Linked DNA regions of Gossypium arboreum: regions 2 and 3 are each linked to region 1. The links are chromatin contacts, called in public Hi-C maps. All regions are on one chromosome and are shown on one strand. Each heading gives the region's core, a stretch centred on a gene start, on an enhancer-like site or on the middle of the called end of the contact. The rest is flanking DNA. Distances are from core to core; before and after follow the strand shown. Region 1 holds the start of LOC108464238 (NAC domain-containing protein 54-like). Region 2 holds the start of LOC108463685 (metacaspase-4). Region 3 holds the start of LOC108464034 (zinc finger CCCH domain-containing protein 37).

Region 1 (3,167 bases), core at 538-3,037:
ACCATTCATGTATAGATATTATTTTAGTTATAATACGTGGGATTTTTTATACTTGTTTCATAAATAATTAAATTTTTTTATTTTATTGAAAAGAAAAATTTTAACATTTAATATTTTAAAAATATTTGATAATCATTTTAATTTTTTACTTAATATAAAATTTTTCACAAAAATAAAAGTTCAATAAAATAAGTAGGTAGATAGCTACTTATCACTTAATAGAGAAAATATTATGTTAATTTTATTTTATCATAAATTATCCCTTTTCTTAATAATCTCATTATAAGTTTTTGATCGTATCTGCTATTTTTGACACAATGTCTAAAACTATCCATAACCCTTCCCCAACTCATAAATAGAAGGAAAATGCGCTTCAGTATACTAGAACCCACACCGCCTACATTGATAACAATGTTCATACCAATCAAGCTAAGACTCAATCAACTAAATTATCCCTTTAAAAAAAAAAACAGATGTTCCAATTACCAATCTTGAAACATGAATGTATTAATGACAAATATTAATGAAAAATATTAAAGAGGCATTTGATTCAAGAGATGGAAGATTACTACAAGTAATAATATTACATTATTAGTTGAATGTAGGATTACTTAATTAGCATATTACTGGGTATGTTATATTAAATTGTTTGGTTCATTTGATTAGAATGTAAAATTTTATTATATGATTCACAAATTTGATATTACATTTAACATAGTATTATTATAATTAAAATATTAATTTTTATTTTAGGACAAACCTTATCCCATTAATTGAATGCATATTTCTTATTTTATTTTTTTGAAGGTAGATCTCTTATTTTATTACTCCATGTCATTTTCTTTTATTAAAAAATATTTTATATAAATTTTAATGATAACCCGTGATTTTATCGAATGCATTAAGTTAAAATATCATATTATAATAATATGAAAATATATAATAAATTTATTTAATATATAAAAGAATGTGATAAAATAAATACTAATCTATGTAAGGAAGAGTTGATGTTGAGATTAACTTGATAGTGGATGTATTGAAATATAAAAGGATGGATTTAGGTAATCTTTGTGAATAATATTAAGAAAAAAAGGATTATCCAGGTGATTTGTATCAAATACCTTTTAACAATGTTAAATATGGATTGAATTTTAAAATGAAAATGTGATTTTATTTTTCAAAATTAAAAGTATTTTAAAAACTATTCTTAAAATACAAGACATAATAGGTGTAGGCATAGGGGTATAGGTTTAGTATTGCGTGTAGTAAGATATGGAGGGCTTAGTGGCCCACCCTACCTTTTTAGAGATGAACCCTGATTTTTGTTAGTATGTGAGCAGACAAAAGCAGAAGCTTCTTATCCTTCATATCCTCCCCCAATGGCTTTTCTTTTCACTTTTCTCACCATCTCACTTACACACAGAATCTGCCAAACCCTAACTTCTGATTTATCATATTCTCTTTGTTTCAACCCCATTTTAGTTAATGGAATTATATTTATAAAAAAAATTTAAAAGAGTAAAAAGAAATTGATGTAAACAAAAAAAAAAAAAACAGATAAATCTCGTTTTCTCCGAATCTTACTATATTTTGAACTGATTATGTAAAGCATATTAAAGTTAGTGAAAAAATGCAAGGGACTAAAGTCTGGCCCCCTCAGATCACGTCCCATAATTACAATGTGAATCTAGGATCTTAAAATAGTGAAGAAAATGTTTTGTTGCCAGCTTGAATGGCAAGCATGTAATATAAGCCAACATCTAAGGCCTAATTGTTTTTTGCCATTAATTATATTTGTAACAGTGGCCTCTCTATATAAATATAGTTGAACATGGTAGAAGCTAGTTAAATAGTGCATGTTCTGTTCTGCTCTGTTGTATTACATTCTAAAATAAATTCCGTGTTGAGACACAAGTGCCATGGCTCCCATGACTCTCCCTCCTGGTTTCAGGTTTCACCCAACTGATGAAGAGCTTGTCGCTTACTACCTGGATAGGAAAATCAGCGGTCGCACCATTGAGCTTGAGATTATCCCTGAGGTTGATCTCTATAAATGTGAGCCTTGGGATTTACCAGGTATTCTATTATAATCATTCATTCATTCATGACCCGCTTCTGTGCTTTTTGCTGCCTTCTAACTCTTGACATCGATTTTAAACCAACAGATAAGTCGTTTTTGCCCAGCAAAGACATGGAATGGTACTTCTACAGCCCCAGGGATAAGAAATACCCGAATGGGTCGAGAACCAACAGGGCAACGCGTGGCGGCTACTGGAAAGCCACTGGCAAGGATAGGGCGGTGCAGACGTCGAAAGCGGTGGTGGGTATGAAGAAGACTTTGGTTTATTATAGAGGTAGGGCTCCCCACGGCATCAGAACTAATTGGGTTATGCATGAATATCGCTTACTTCACTCCGCTTCTCCCACAGCTCCTTCCAGTCTAAAGGTACCTTACTACTACAATCCATATATCATATTCGACTTGTGTTTATGTTAATTTATTCTTATTATACTATTGTTTCATGTTCATCTTGTATAACATTAGTATTCTTCACTAGGGTTTTAGCTCACTAATTTGGTTATAAAAGTAGATCTGAACTTGTCAAAGTAAATTTGATTTCAAGGTCTTTTTCACTTTTGTTAAAACAAAATAAAATTATTAATAAACTAATGATTATAAGTAGGGTTTAGAGAAGATGCATGAATTTTGTTTTATGCAAAATCATTATCAAATTTAGAGAAGATGCATGAATTTTGTTTTATGCAAAATCATTATCAAACATGTCTTTGTATTAAGGAAAATAATTCCTGAAATATAATTTCTTGAGTGAATATCAAATTACTAAATGTTATTTATGGTGAACAGTAAAAAAGTCCATAAGCTAGTAATTTATATTAATATTTATGATTTCCAATTTCGGTTTCTTTTGAAAGAGTCTTTGGTTTTAATCTTGCACACTTTATAGGTATGTATAGCTGGTGATCTTCCTTTCTTTTAATTTATTCCTTCTTTTTACCTCTTTCTAATATTCTTTTAAACACTTCTGCATTTTACTGTTTAATTTTCTACATATCTGTATATTTTACTTGCTGTTGCAAATTGAGCAGGACTCTTATTCTTTATGTCGCATCTTCAAGAAAAACATTCAAATCCCTAAAACAAAAGG
Region 2 (3,002 bases), core at 363-2,862, 170 kb before region 1:
GACCAGAAGAAGCCAAGGCAACGAGAGAGTTCCAAGGTGAATCAAGTCAGTGTCATTTGGAAGTCGCAACAAGGGCGTTGCGAGAATGGTTGGGGGAGAATGTCACGGGCCAAAGTGTAAAGCCCGTGACCATGGCATAGGATACTCCCCATGGAGGTCTATCGATTAGACGGGGATCATTTAGCCCACAAGAACTAGCCCGACTCCAAGAACTGTTGGAGAAGCTTGTCAGATTGAAGCCTGGTTGACCGGATAATAAAGATATGACAACATAGGCTATTTTTAGTAAATATGGGAACCATATCTTGTAGATTTGATTTGATATGATGTAATCTTGTAAATCCATAAAATCAATAGATAGGTTAATCTCGTCCGTCGATGTAATTTGATCTTGACCGTTGATTTTGGGGGAGCTCAACTATAAATAAAGAGCTTCCCCCTCATTTGTATCTCATCCATTGTAAGTTGAATTCTTAAGAGTATTAGAATTCTTTAAGCATTTACTCAATCATCATATCTCGCGTTTGCAAATTCACTATAATAAATGATGGATATTATATTTTGTTATGTGCACTTAATGTTTGTTAGTGGCAAAGCTAGGGGGACTAGTAGGGGCCTCAGTTCCCCCTAAAATGGAAAATTTTTCATTTAAACTCCTTTATAATTTATAAAATTTTAAATTAATAATAGTAAAATGCACTTTAACCCTCCAAAATTATAAAAATTTAGTTTGATCCTTTAAAAATTATAAATATATAGACTATTAAAGAGTGAAATTATATTTATACTATCGTAAAATATACAATTTAATTTTGACCCCAAAATGATTTTCTAGCTTTGCACCTAATGTTTTTGATATTAAAATTCAATTAAGTCTAAAATAAAGTATCCCAAGGTAATTTAATTATGTCCATTTATTCAGTTACTTAATAAATATATCAAATTAAAAATTAATAAAAATATTAGAAAGAAATCAATGTGGAATTTAATTCCCCATTAGGTAACTTAATAAATACTAGAACTATATTTACGCGTAGACATATCCATGGTTCGGGTCGGGCCTAACAAAATTTTAGACTTAATTGATATGCCTGAGCTGGGCTCAACCAGAACAATGGGCCTAAATTTTTGCCCAAGCCCAACCTAGATAAAAATGCTAAAACCCAGACTTAGTTCGGCCCCGCCATATTAAAATTTTTTGATTAAAATTTTTTATATAATTTTTAAAATATAATACATCAAATATACTAAAAATATTAAAATAAATGTTCCCCAATAAATTGAAAGTAAATTTAAAAAGTCTTTATACATAAATAACACTAAGATAGATGTAACTTAACAAGTAAACACTTTTAAAATAGTAGTAGAATTGATAATAAAATAAGAGTTATATAATACTCAAATAATAATAATAAAATAACAGCAACATAATTATGAAATTGTAGTAAATCAGTGAGAAAATAACAAAATTTCTTTTTTATAAATTAGAGCCAGATTGGGCCAAGCTCGAGTTTTTTTTTTACCTGGATCCATTTCTCAAGTTTTTTTTTTCTAGACCCTCACTTTTCGGGCCTCTAGGCCCATGAAAACTCTAATTACGCGTTACAAAGGCATACAAAAAATGATGATAAATGATAAATAACAGCAATACATTAATATTTGCCAACCAAGAGTCAATCATCTCCCTCTACAAAAGACAAAAGCTATTTTCTGAAATCTTCCATCTTTTGATCAAAGCAAAAACAACCAGAATTCAATGGGGAAGAAAGCTGTGTTGATTGGAATCAACTATCCAGGTACAAAGGCTGAACTGAAAGGCTGCATAAACGATGTGAAGAGAATGTACAAATGCCTTACAGAACGCTATGGATTCTCTGAAGAAGACATCACGGTATTGATAGACACCGATAATTCTTATGATCAACCCACAGGGAAGAACATCAGAAGGGCTTTGAATGATCTTGTGAGATCGGCTGAGCCTGGGGATTTTCTGTTTGTGCACTACAGTGGCCATGGGACTAGGCTTCCTGCTGAGACTGGGGACGATGATGATACTGGCTACGATGAGTGCATCGTCCCCTGCGATATGAATCTCATCACTGGTTTTCCTCTCTCTCTCTCTCTTTTCACTATGCATGCCATAGGTTATAGATCCGTATTTCTCATCATCAGATTTAGTTTTGTTCTAGTTTAGGGTGTCCTTGTTAGACTCAGGCATTCCAGTTCTTCTGTTACTGATACTTTTGGAAATGAAAATAGAAGAAAAGAAAGAGTAATATGTATGATCCATACTTTTTGGGGTTTTGACTGAATTTGTGGATACGATCGTGGGCTTGACTCTGGTTAACAACCACGCACTCCTCATACTCCATTGTATTGCTAAAGAAACATAAATGCTTTGGATTATAGGGTCTGAGTTCTGGAATTCTGTGTTATCTGACTTATTGGTTTGTAAAACCTGCTTTGATCGATCTAGATAGATAATTATTCCCATGGTTTGTCTATGGTGTGGTTAATGAGTTGATAAAAGGTCAATGGTGGTGTTTGATTGTGAACAGATGATGATTTCAGAGAGTTGGTGGATAAAGTCCCAAAAGGTAGCCGCATTACAATCGTATCAGATTCATGCCACAGTGGGGGATTGATTGATGAGGCCAAAGAGCAAATAGGTGATAGCTCTAAGCCCCAAGATTCAGAATCAGAATCAGGTTCAGGTGGGTTCAGGAGCTTCTTGCACCACACTGTACAAGATGCATTTGAATCTCGTGGAATTCATGTTCCTTCTAGATTACGCCACCGCGATCACCACCATGATAAGGAAGAGGTGGATGACAGGGGAGTGAATGAAGACTATGATGACAGTGGCTACGTCAAAAGCAGATCTCTGCCCCTCTCAACTCTAATTGAAATGCTCAAGCAGAAAACTGGCAAAGATGATATTGATGTTGGGAAGCTAAGGCCAACCCTTTTTGATATGTTCGGCGAAGATGCAAGCCCCAAAG
Region 3 (3,307 bases), core at 293-2,792, 210 kb before region 1:
ACATTTATATGATAATACTTTTCTTATTAATATAAAAATGTGTAATATATAAAAGTTGAAAATAAAATTTCATTCAAATAGTAATGTTTATATTGTACCCAAAGAAAAGTAATTTCTATAGGTAAACTCCAGTAAGATTCATTATCATTGGTGTAAAAGATGGCAATAAAGGTCACCTCTTTCCAATATGGGATTCCACCCTCAGGAACCCAAATAGGATGGTCAAACTTGCAGCTATCTCCAAACTTACAGGTTCTTGTGAGCATATAATGAGCACAATCCTTTTCTCCTGGCCTTTGAGGATATATAGGTAAATTGCTTGCACTCTCCAATCTAGGTCGCTTGACTAAAGAGCTAGCAGAATACCAAGCTTCAATCTGCCCAAGTGTGTTTTGGGCATCCAAAACATTCTGATGGTAGAGAACTATAGTACATAGTAGTTATATACAACAAAAAGAGGAAATATATACGTTAATAATATAAGTTTAACATAAAAAAAATGCTTTTATATAAAGAAGATATAATAGTTTGGCAATTATATACCAAATAACAGTGTTAATTACAAATACTTTAAACTTTTAATTTGAAAATATTACTAAACTCTAGAATTAATTAGAGGTACTGGGAGATACCTAACGTTGTTAACAGTTAAATACGGATCTAGATGACTTGAAATAATTGTACAAAAAATACATATATAAAGTGGAGTCAATATTTTGAACAAGCTGATTCAGGCCAAAAGCCCGTGGGTTCCCTTCCCAGATTGCATTAGATTAAACACCATATTAGAGTGAAAAGTAGAAATGTTAGTATAGGAATAAGCTCAATAATCATGTCATCATTGCTCCCTTCAGTGAGGAACGACAAAAATATGCAGGGATCATAGTTGAGTAGTTGGTATGATTATAACGGCATCAAAATCATTTAGTAGACAGAAAAAGAGCTAATCTAAAGTTCAAAATACAAGTAAAGGTTACCGCTAAAGATCACCCTTCCCATCAATATTCTTAACGAACTACGGCATCTAAGATTGTAGCTTCATAACAAGAAAAACATTCAAACACAATTAATAAGAAAGAAAGAAAGAAATTAAACTGAGAATCAGATTTGTGTAAGCAATCCGGAAATAAAAGCAGCAGTAGTTTGGTCACCTTGAGAGGGGCGTTTGATGAGTGAGGCGGCAGCAGCGGCAGCGGCAGCAGCGGAGGGGTGGAGTTGTTGAAGCAAATGAGACTGAGACTGAGACGCGGCGTCGGAGTCCAGATAACGGTGGAGAGTGGAGGCGGAAGGTGATGGGGATGAGTAACCGTAAAACTGGTTGGCCATTTGGCCACTGCTACTAACCCTAATTCACAAAATTTTAACTATGCCGTACACTCACTGCTGAATTAAATGTCTGAAATTATATTTTCTTCATTTTTAGATTCTTTTTTTTCCTTTTTATTATTTTCGAAGGCACCCCGGTAACAGCAGTAATGCCGCGCGGTAGGTCAGCGTAGCTCAATACGCTCTGAAAATTATTATCAGAAACGAAATAGAAATTTGTAAAATTTATTTTTAAAGTTCGAATTATATTTTTCCTAGGAAAATAAAAGAAATCAAATCAAAGCAAAAGAAAGCATGGTTAAACGAGAGAAAATGATGTGTATTTATTTTATTTAAGGGTAAATTATAATTATTTGTTTTCAACTATAAAAACTTCTAATTTTGTTACTGATTTATTTTTATTTTGTTTTGATCACCCGTAAATTGTTAACAAAAGTGTTAATGTGATTAGAGGTGTTTAAATGGTTAATCGAACTAAAATTAAAAAAAAAATTAACTGAACCGAAATTTATATTTTTTTTTGGTTTAATCAAGTATAAAACATATAAAATAAATAAATTTATAATGTTCATTTGATTAAATTAACCGAACTAGTAATAGCCTAATACATATAATATATATAATATTATTTATTAAGTTCGGTTAATTCAGTTCGAATCGGGTGATTAACTAAATTAACCATTAATCGAAATTTCAAAAAACCTTTAACCGGCTTCTGACTGAACTAGATCTGTTAGTCTACCGATTAACTGAATTAAATCGGTTCGGTCGGTTAATTCAGTTTTAACTGAAGTTTGAACACCCCTAGATGTTAAATTTTAAATAATTTAACAAATTTAACTCTTTACATTTACAAATTCAATCAATTTGATCCTCAAACACATGTTCATCATGCATCTAACCCCACCTCCATTCTGCATTCATTATTTTTCTCTCTTCTCTAAACTAGGGGAAAAATACCTAAATGAATCTGCTTTAGGTTTTTCAAAATAGTTTTCAAAAACCTAAATCATTTGCAATTTCATCTTAAAGGAAACATGGTTGTTGCTTTTTGTTTTTGTTCTTCTTCTTTTTCTTCTTCAACCTGTTAACTTCTCAACTCTACAACTCCAAGAAGAAGCCTTACTCTGACCTTTCTATCAACACTCTGAAATTGGGTATTTTTGCATCTCTGGTTCTTAATTTTAGTGTTATTATATGTTTTCTTTATATATATTTGCAAAATAAATTTTGAGAATTTTGTCAAATTGATATGGAAGAGTGCAGATGAATGCGGAAGTAGATTGTAAAGTTTGTTCAAGTCACAGACTTGACTTAGGGCTCTAGACGTTCGGAAAGAAACTTAGATTTTGACACAACCTAAAACACAATCAAATCCAAATAAAATAAAATAAATAACTAAGATAATAAATAGAACAATAAATCAAATATTGGAATAATAAAGAAGAAAATAAAAAAAATAGATGGAAAAAATAGAACGTGATATGTAGAAGTTTTAAGAAGCCTTGAAAACACGAAGATTTCACAACCCCCTTCAAGTGGCTCTAATTTCCCCTCAAAGATAGAAACCTTGGCCAAAAAAAGTTTGAAGATGATCCCCACAATTTAAAAAGATTGTTAAAACTCTTCTAAAAAAACTCAAGAGAAATTCTTGAAAAGAAAACTCAAAAGAGAAGTTGAATAATAATGAATTGATTGAATTGGGTACAACTAGGCTAGCTAAATAAAATTAAAAAAAAACTCTTAAGTATATTAGAACTCTAATTAGCCTAAACAAAAAGTAGTTTTAAATTAAGCTTTCTTATCGACATAAAACTCTTAAATAACTTAAAATACTTAATAATTATAAAAATTCAGAATAATAAAATAATAAAATAATAAGAGCTGATAAATACAATATTGAGCTCATATATAATAAGAATTAAGCCTAAGACCTGAACCCAATATGATTTAAACTCGAATTAAAAGCTCGAAACTCGTA

Evidence for each region. A called contact is a pair of places that touch in the nucleus more often than the background predicts.
Region 2: a Hi-C map of leaf shows a contact between it and region 1, with 2.6 times the contacts expected there. The contact joins the promoter of LOC108463685 here to the promoter of LOC108464238 in region 1. A contact is called at or near these places in 2 of 5 Hi-C or Micro-C datasets (both in leaf).
Region 3: a contact with region 1 is called in a Hi-C map of leaf, with 1.7 times the contacts expected there. The contact joins the promoter of LOC108464034 here to the promoter of LOC108464238 in region 1. A contact is called at or near these places in 2 of 5 Hi-C or Micro-C datasets (both in leaf).

Annotation. Positions count from the first base shown.
Region 1 is chr13:106,827,555-106,830,721 of ASM2569848v2, reverse strand. It overlaps LOC108464238 (NAC domain-containing protein 54-like), which reads left to right and starts at 1,787. Exons shown (of 4, transcript XM_017764418.2): 1 at 1,787-2,076; 2 at 2,166-2,446; 3 at 3,109-3,167. The coding sequence starts at 1,920.
Region 2 is chr13:106,999,463-107,002,464 of ASM2569848v2, reverse strand. LOC108463685 (metacaspase-4) reads left to right here and starts at 1,612. Exons shown (of 2, transcript XM_017763580.2): 1 at 1,612-2,102; 2 at 2,559-3,002. The coding sequence starts at 1,757.
Region 3 is chr13:107,041,624-107,044,930 of ASM2569848v2, reverse strand. It overlaps LOC108464034 (zinc finger CCCH domain-containing protein 37), which reads right to left and starts at 1,542. Exons shown (of 12, transcript XM_017764100.2): 1 at 1,152-1,542; 2 at 177-424. The coding sequence starts at 1,326.